Regions from separate parts of the Mus musculus genome. Here region 1 is linked to region 2. A link is a contact called in public promoter capture Hi-C data. All regions are on one chromosome and are shown on one strand. The core of a region is the stretch at or near the end of the contact, and the rest is flanking DNA. Distances in the headings are between cores, read along the strand shown. Region 1 overlaps Mindy3 (MINDY lysine 48 deubiquitinase 3). Region 2 holds the start of Fbh1 (F-box DNA helicase 1).

Region 1 (4,027 bases), core at 977-3,476, 610 kb after region 2:
TTGAGGCCATAGGGCATATAGAGTGAATAAATTAATCACAAAGTAACAGACAAAAATCAAAACAAACTACAAAAAATAACAGCGAAAATATAGGTAAATGTGAATGCTCAAAATAAAGTATTTTGATATAGGAAAATTCTGAATGCTCAAAAGGTCAAACTAATAATGAATAGTTCCTTTTATAATTATAAGAACAGCAAAGCTTCTAGTATTTTCTATGTAATGAAGAGTATACAAAGACTTTATATTTTAAAATATTTTAAATTGAACTCAAATGAATGTTAATAGTTTCATTTACTATTTATGTAATTTTTCCATTGATGCAGGAAGATTCTTGTACAGTATCAGCCCTGGCTATATAATAAGAGCCCTTCCCCAAAATTTCAAGTGCCCCCTCCACAAATACACTTGTATAGTTTCATATCAGTTTTCCTAATGCTAAAGAATAGGGTTGGACATAAAGTAATTGTTTTAAAAATACACTATCCATGTAAATTTAAACTGATTATCTTTTCTAGAAATATATAGTGAAATATTTGTTCGGAATTATATGTTTCCTGCTTCTGAGTTTGATTTTATCCTCCCTAATTTGAAAGGGAAATGAACAACAACGCTCATGTATCATGGTGGCCTGTACTTTTATACAGTTTCCAGGTTAAGGAAAAGTAACATGTACCTTACTCTGTAGCTGTAAGCTGGACGCTGGCTAACACAATAAAAGCAGGAAGAAAATAAAATAAAAATGAGGTTACCAGTTCAGTGAAAGTGATAGAATTCTTAGAGACGGGACCTTACCCTGGGAAACGCGTACTCCCAGAGTCTCTTGGAGTAAGGAACCTCAAGGACACACTTTTACATTGCCCGCATCAGTCCACGCTCTGACACTTTGTTCTTAACAGCATCAGAGACATTGGAAAACTTTTCATAGAGTAATGAGCACTTGTCTTGTGCTAGACACCACTAAATATCTTAGATTTAAGGCTGACAGCACTTCTAAGACCTAGGTACTGTTAAAAAGCCCTACTGTAAACACAGAGGAAAAGAGCCCAAGAGATGTTGCAAAGAAACTAGGGTTTAAATGAAGGTGTTTGATGCCAAAGCTTTTACCACCCCACTGTGGAAAATATTACGTCTTGTTAAAAAGAAAGATTTAGAAACCATTTTATGTAAGAATCTAAAATAAAACTAAAATGGTTTCTTCCACATCTCAGCAACTTCTAAACAAAATCAAAAGCCAGAGCTCTTGAGTCAGCAGAGATAAAGACATGTAATGGAGTCAGGAAGGACTTCACTGAGGTGACTCCAACCCCAGAGCAAAGCAACAGTGTTTTCTGTAGTGTGAACTGATAAGATTTCTGGGAAACATTCCATTTATTACTGGCTGGATTTTCATCTGCACAAAGATCAAACTAAATATGGACTCACAATATTACTTGTTTGGCTAATATCATTGTGGAAAAAAAAAAGTCCCCTATAAGCATACCTTGGCAAAAAATACGGTGAGGTGAGTTTCGCTGCCAACAATCCAAATAGGGAATTTTGGAGATTTCAAGTAAGAACCAACCTAGAATAAATTCAGCAAAGTAAAACAAATAAATGAAAGATTTTATGCTGTCCCTTAAATATTTGTGCAGAAATATGTGAAACATAACAGGCGTTCATTAACACTTCTTACCACAGAGGTTAGATGGTAAGTGCAGACAGGACCTGTGTCTAAGCTTATACTGCATCTTTAAACCAGACACTGCAATGCAGATCTTACATACACATGTGTCACAGCTGGAAATGAGGACTTTAGATCAAGAAATCCTATATAAGATTGTGCCACAAAGCTTCTAAGCACTTCATTTGTGACTGAGAAAAAGTTTAATTTTGAGCACATAAGACAGATTTACACAGCCTATCATGTTTACACCAACTGACTCTACACTTCCATGAGGACACTTCCTTTGAAAACAATGAATCTTCGCAATCTCCTTTGCTTTTCCTCCTCAGACTGGGAAACTGTAAGAAATGACCTACAGCACTCAGGGCACATTATCCTTTTCTATTTAGCCAGCAGCCCCTATTTTAGCAGCACAACAGCCCTTGGGAATTTACTCTCACCATGAGGTGGAAAACAGGAACTCTTGTATTCATGGCAGAAAACTTAGTTCCCTTGCCCTATGAAAGCAGGGATGAGTCAGCTGCGCTAACATGCAACAGAATGCCCACCAAATAGGAAGGCTCCTTTGAGGGCAGTGGAGAGGAAATGAGTGAGGAAAGGGCAGCTGCTCAGTTAGTCGATGTGGCTGTGGAGCTGAGCAACAAGAGACCTCGCTTGAGAGAGTACAGAGAGGTGCATGGTGGCAGGCAGGGCCTGGCTGAACTTAAGCACCAACTGCAGAGCTAGAATCACAAACAGTTGCCCGGGCACCTAGACTGAGTCACAGACTGGACATTCTAGCTGCTGCTTAATTTCTCTTAGAAAAGGCAAGTGTGCTTCACTTAAGGTAGAGGTTTAAAAGGGGGGTGTAAAATGTTATAGTTGAAACCGCTGAACTAATGGTGCATTTGATCATAAAATCAGTCACCACAGTACACAACATTGTCCTTATTTTGGAAATCAAAGTGCTCTAATAGCTGAATAGAATTACCGTGTGGCCAGGCAATTTAATCCTGAGTACACCATAATGTAAAAACATATGGCTATAAAAATAATATGTGGACAAATGTTCACAGTAGCAGTATTTATAACAGCTAAAATTGGAAATTATCACTCTGAAGTCTTAAATATGAATCATGAAGATATTTCCATAATGAAGGGAGGTAGGTGTGGCCGTAAAGGGAAAAGGAGAGGCTGATGCATAGTTCTGAATTATGTTCAAAGGGTTAGATGGCTAAGTATTAAAAACACCCAAATTAAGTTCTTAGCAATCAGAACAATTGCTTCTGCAAATCATGTTAGACTAGGCTAATCTGTTCTTCTTCCTGAGACTACTAAGGTAAATAATTAATGATAAAGCCTCCTTATAAAGGCAGAGAGAGAGAGAGAGAGAGAGAGAGAGAGAGAGAATGAATAGAGAAGACTCTAGCTACTCTATTCTTCAGGACAAATTACATTTAAAGTTTTACAATAGGAACAGGATTTTGTTTTTTTTTTAATGTATAGTTTGAAACATCTATGAGTTAATGGGTGGAAACAGATTGATACACTATAAAACAAGAGTGGTCTCAACATAGAAAGAAAGAAATTACTAATACACAGGTGAAGGAACCCACAGAGCCAGAAAGTTGAACTGTGATTTCTGGTGTGAGGAAGAAGGAGTGGCTGCCCGGTTAGACCTACTCTTGGGGGAGTGGGGTGTGTGTATGTGAGGAAAACCTTCCAGAACTAGGTAAGGACGATGGTTGCACAGCTTTACAAATATAGCAACATCCACAGAACCATATACATCCAAAATGGTGATCTTTATGAGATATAAGTTATGCTTTCTTATTTTTAAACACACCGCTAAAAGCATCATTCTTTATTGGTGTGTGCATGTGTGTGTAGAAAGGTTATAAATAGGTATTGCTTCATTTATGTACCTAAATATATATGCTGAAAATAAATTAAATGATAGTGTCATTATTAGAAAGCAATCTGTTCCACTCTCAGAGAATGGAGAAATGTTTAGATTTATAACATTTATTCAAACATAATTCATTCCCTTTGTGCCATTCCCCTAATTATCTGGTGAAACGTAAGTAAATACGTGTTGGCTGAGAACTTGCATACTGCTGAGGTTACCTATAGCATTTTAGACACCGACTATTGGGTTTGATGTCCAGGTTATAAACTAGTCAGTCTCCTTTAAGGATAGCTGATAAAACTGATACCAATTCATTCTCTTCATGCTCCTCATACTCCAGATCAGTCTATTTGCCCATATGTCAGGTACCAGACATGGTTACAGTCTTATGGCACAGAGCCCACTGGAATTATTCAAATCAGCACATCATGACAGCCTAGGGAACCAAGCTAGTTCCACCCCTCTTGCCATGT
Region 2 (4,121 bases), core at 1,004-3,503:
CAGGCTGGAAAATGAATTTGGATCCAGAGACTACAACGGTCCTCTTACATACTGCTAAAGACACTGTCCTTTACTCATTGCATAGGCAATTCAGAGTAACGTGCTGTTTTTAAAAGCAAGGCCATTACACAGCCAAGGGTAGCTAGGCATGGAGATTGTCAGCAAAATAAGTCAGAAAGTCATGGTACCAGCTGGGCAAGAGTTGGAGAAGGCCGGAGAACAGAAGTTGGGTAGCAAGGACAGGTGAGTATCAACAAGGTGTGAAGACCAAGAGGAAAATGGAGGACAACTGACTCTGCTTGTGTAACATTAAGGGAGCTGATTTTAGCTATGTTAAAAAGCAAAGGAAGAAATGGCTGCTCTAATAATTTTTCATACACTGAAAGGCCTAAAGTTTCCATTTTAAAAATAATTTTCAGGGTTTCTTCTTGTGGTTTGGTTGTTGTTTTGATTGGTGGTTGGTCTGCTTTGTTTTGCTGAAGTAGGGTCTTAGGCCAACTAAATGCTAGGCTGATCAACTGTGTGCCATCATGTCCAGATTATTTTAAGAGGTTCTGTAGAACACCCAGTTAAAGCTCCCTCGAGTTCTATGAAACATCAAAAGTCTTCAAAGAGCATGCGAATAACTATTGACAATGTAAGAGCTGGCTTTGGTGATAATTTCTACAAGTTTTGTCAAAACCAGAACAGCAAAGAAAAAATCTAAATTTTTCTAAACTAAAGTCAGCCTGGGGGAACAGAGAAATATAAGATGGGCGTGTGTGTGTGTGTGTGTGTGTGTGTATGCGACAGTAACACATTTGAAATTAGAATTCAAATACTTTTATGTATTCATAAACCAGGAAACATGTTAAAGGACTGATCCCTTGATCCCTCAACGACATCTAAGTACCAAAGATCCATGAAACACAGCAAAAGTCAGATCGAATATCCCAATTCCATTGACAGTTAGTTACAAGGGAATTGAAGGCCTCCAAAGACCTTCACTGAAGAAATGGGCAGCTCAACCAGACAGAGAGAGAAGTACTAGCCCTACTCATAAACTTAAAGCATAAATACCCACCGCTCTCCAGAAAAATCACCAGGGCTATGGAGGCAGATTCACCAAAAATATCTAGTTTCCCAAAGGAAAACACAGAGCAAAGGAAATTCATAGAGCAGAGGAGAGGCAGAATCTAATTTAGAATACCAATTAAATAACCAATTTCATCTTTTTATAAACCAGGATTCTCGGTTTTGTTTAAAGGACCAGAAACTTAAGAGAGATAAGGCAAGACCACGTGAAATCATTTGTAAGGAAGGAGTAGGCAGCCCAGACTAGCCTCGAACCTCGAACTCAAGGTCCTCTTGCTTCAGTCTCCCAAACGTTGAGATTTAAAACCATGCAAAGTAGCAAAAAGTTTGAAACTATCAGATGCCTCAACTTTCCAATACGTGGCAAAAATCACTAACTTCATTTGGCCTTGACGTCCTTCCTCGTCTCTAAAACCTGAATGCTACCTATGGGCTGTTTATGGAATAGACAATGTCAGGCGCTTAGTGAACCAGAATGTACTGCCAAATGCAAAGAAATTGTTTTAAACCTGGCAGGAGCGACTTCCATTTTACTTCCCAAACGGAAACACCATTAGGTTAAATGTCTAGTTCCTCGAAAGGAAGCCAACAAAGCGGGCTCGGGTCTCAAAGAACCCTCCAAAAGCCCCCCAGGCCTTCTCGCGTCCCCTTAACCACCATCACCTGTTCAGGTGAGGGGGTGGGAGACTACCAAGGCGAACACCAACGTCAGGAGCTGCATACAATGACTCGCCCAAGGTCAAAAACATTACAGTGGAGACAAGCCAGGCTTGCCAGCGGCAGAGGATCTGTCTTCTCAGGTGCTGCCCCTTCCGGAGCCTCAGGGAGCGGCCAAGGGATGCGGGTCTGCAGAGAGCATCCGACCTCCTTCTGCAGGCCCACTCCTGACCACCGCGGGCGCGGCCAGCTCCTACGCCCACCCTCAGCTAGGGCCCCACCCCCGAGGCCAAGACCCCTGCGCGGGAGACCCCACAATAGGAAGTTTTCCCGGCTCGCACCCCACGCCAAGTCCACGGTCTCACGCACTATGGCGGCCCGGCCCAGGACCCCGGCGGCGACACCACCCAGGCGATGCCGCCGGACATTCAGCCTTTCCCCGACCAGCAAGCCCCTCCTTCGGCCCAGACAGCGAGCACAGACGACTGCAGACTTCCTCCGCGAGCTCCGCCTCTTCGCTGCCAAGACGCACCCTCCCACCGGAGACGACGGACAGGCCCGTGAACCAATCGAAGCACTCCGAACTGGAAGGGTCACGCGGACGGACAGACTCTGGAACCAATCCGTACGCGAAGCGGGAGGGGGCGTGGCTCAGTGTCTTGAGAGCCACGCCCCGTCTGTGCTTTCGCCACCGCGGAGGAGGCGAAGGAAACTTTCCCAGAGTTCCTTAGAGCTCCCTGGGTCCCCGCGGGGGCCCAGGAGACAGCAGCGGGCGGGGAGGGGGCTGGGGTCGGCTGCGGATTGGGTGAGGATCGGGCGGAGCACAAGGACACCGTTCCAGCTCTGAGAGGCCCCAGAAACCCTTGCTGTTGTGAGCCTGGTCAGCCGAAGGATGCGGCTGTCAGTCCGGCAGACATCCTCAGGCCAGGGGTGGGCCAGCTAGGTTCCAGGGTGGTGGGCAGCGTGCTCTCGACTGCCTGTGCAGCTACCACCGGAGCAGCCCAGCAAACATTCCCAGAAGCTGTCCGGTGGAGAGCAGACCACATCTGGGATGCGAGGCCAGAAGTCCCGCGTGCAGGACTTCGCGGTACACTGGCACCCTCCATTCTGATAGGTCTTCCGTTCCCAGTTCACTCGGGTGCAAGGGACAGCTCCAGGATGTCAGGTGCACACAGCCTTACCCCAAGCCCTGGGAGCCCGAGGCCCCACCCTGACGAGTACGCGTGTGTGATGCGCGGTAACCAGAATGACCTACGAGTGTGCATGTTGTCGCCTGAGGGGACACCATTCTACATTTGGAGACTGTGACTTCCAAACCAGGGCAAGAAGCATTAAAGACGCTAGCGGAGAGAATCTGGCTGGGGGCGGGCAGGGGGCGGTGCCGAGAGTCGGGGAAAAGGGTCACGTGGAGGAAGCGGAAGCGGAAGCGCCAGCCTTCTCTCACCTCCCAACCTATCATAGCACAGATCTGCTCTAAGACTGAACCTGGGTCTTCCTCCTACTTTTGTCCATCCTGGTCCAGGGCGATGGCTCTGCCTGGGGATCCGCGGCGCCTCTGCAGGCTGGTGCAAGAGGGCCGACTGCGTGACCTTCAGGAGGAACTGGCGGTAGCTAGAGGTTGCCGGGGGCCAGCCGGAGACACCCTTCTCCACTGTGCAGCACGCCACGGACGCCAGGATATCCTAGCGTACCTAGTGGAGGCTTGGAGTATGGACATCGAGGCTACCAACCGAGACTACAAGCGGCCTCTGCACGAAGCTGCCTCTATGGGCCACCGGGACTGCGTGCGCTACCTCCTGGGCCGAGGTGCAGTCGTGGACTCCTTGAAGAAGGCGGACTGGTAGGTGCCCAACCCACGGTCCAGAAAAGCTATATCGACACTCCCTGAAGAATCGCAGATTTTCATGTATTTTTCAGTGTGTTCGTTAGATTTATAACTTTTCTCAGCTTCTAATCTTCTCCCCGACCTCCCTTTCGTGTGGGTTTGGTTCTTTAGTTAGGGCAATCGTTTCCCGTCGAAAGAGTATGGAAATGTAATCAAGTGGAGTGAAACGGTTGAATTGTACTACTCGTGTGCCCAAGATGCGTTTTTCTGGAGACATCTTGCTAAAATTCCTGTTCACGATTACATAGTTTAATTTGCATGGCCACAGTGGATAAGTAGAGTTGATGAAATTCAGTTCGCCATGCACCGAATATTGAGTTCTTAGGCAGTTTTGTCACCTCTAGCCTTACAGAGCCACCAGCAGGGATGTTGGTGATACTCTCCCACCACTGAAAACAATTTCATTTCTTCCTAGATTGGCATCTTTTTTAGTTTCATGTCTAATTCCTAAGACCCTGTGAACTTCTTTAGGCTCATAACTTAATGAAATGCCCGCCTTCAAGTT

What was found. Promoter capture Hi-C pulls out the DNA fragments that hold promoters and counts their contacts.
Region 1: a promoter capture Hi-C map of neutrophils shows a contact between it and region 2, with 2.9 times the contacts expected there. The contact joins the enhancer-like site here to the promoter of Fbh1 in region 2. A contact is called at or near these places in 13 of 39 promoter capture datasets (the 3T3-L1 cell line, the C10 cell line, the HPC-7 cell line and 7 more), 5 of 484 Hi-C or Micro-C datasets (the HPC-7 cell line, the N1E-115 cell line, cortical neurons and 2 more), 6 of 115 datasets of contacts at active chromatin or transcription factors (acute myeloid leukemia, astrocytes, bone marrow-derived macrophages and 3 more) and 2 of 9 other capture datasets (adipose tissue and liver).

Annotation. Positions count from the first base shown.
Region 1 is chr2:12,380,620-12,384,646 of GRCm38.p6, forward strand. Mindy3 (MINDY lysine 48 deubiquitinase 3) reads right to left here. Exons shown (of 15, transcript NM_024185.4): 10 at 1,484-1,564. Among named protein-coding and RNA genes, the nearest start is that of Mindy3, 37 kb to the right of the region's middle. Within about 2 kb of position 2,227, at least 35 of the 459 cell types and tissues checked have an H3K27ac peak or open chromatin away from gene starts, as enhancers often do. A contact at or near this core is called in the HPC-7 cell line, acute myeloid leukemia, astrocytes and 3 more, where this site is marked.
Region 2 is chr2:11,775,332-11,779,452 of GRCm38.p6, forward strand. Fbh1 (F-box DNA helicase 1) reads right to left here and starts at 2,254. Exons shown (of 21, transcript NM_015792.2): 1 at 2,101-2,254. The coding sequence starts at 2,101. Ankrd16 (ankyrin repeat domain 16) reads left to right here and starts at 2,422. Exons shown (of 7, transcript NM_177268.4): 1 at 2,422-3,571. The coding sequence starts at 3,258.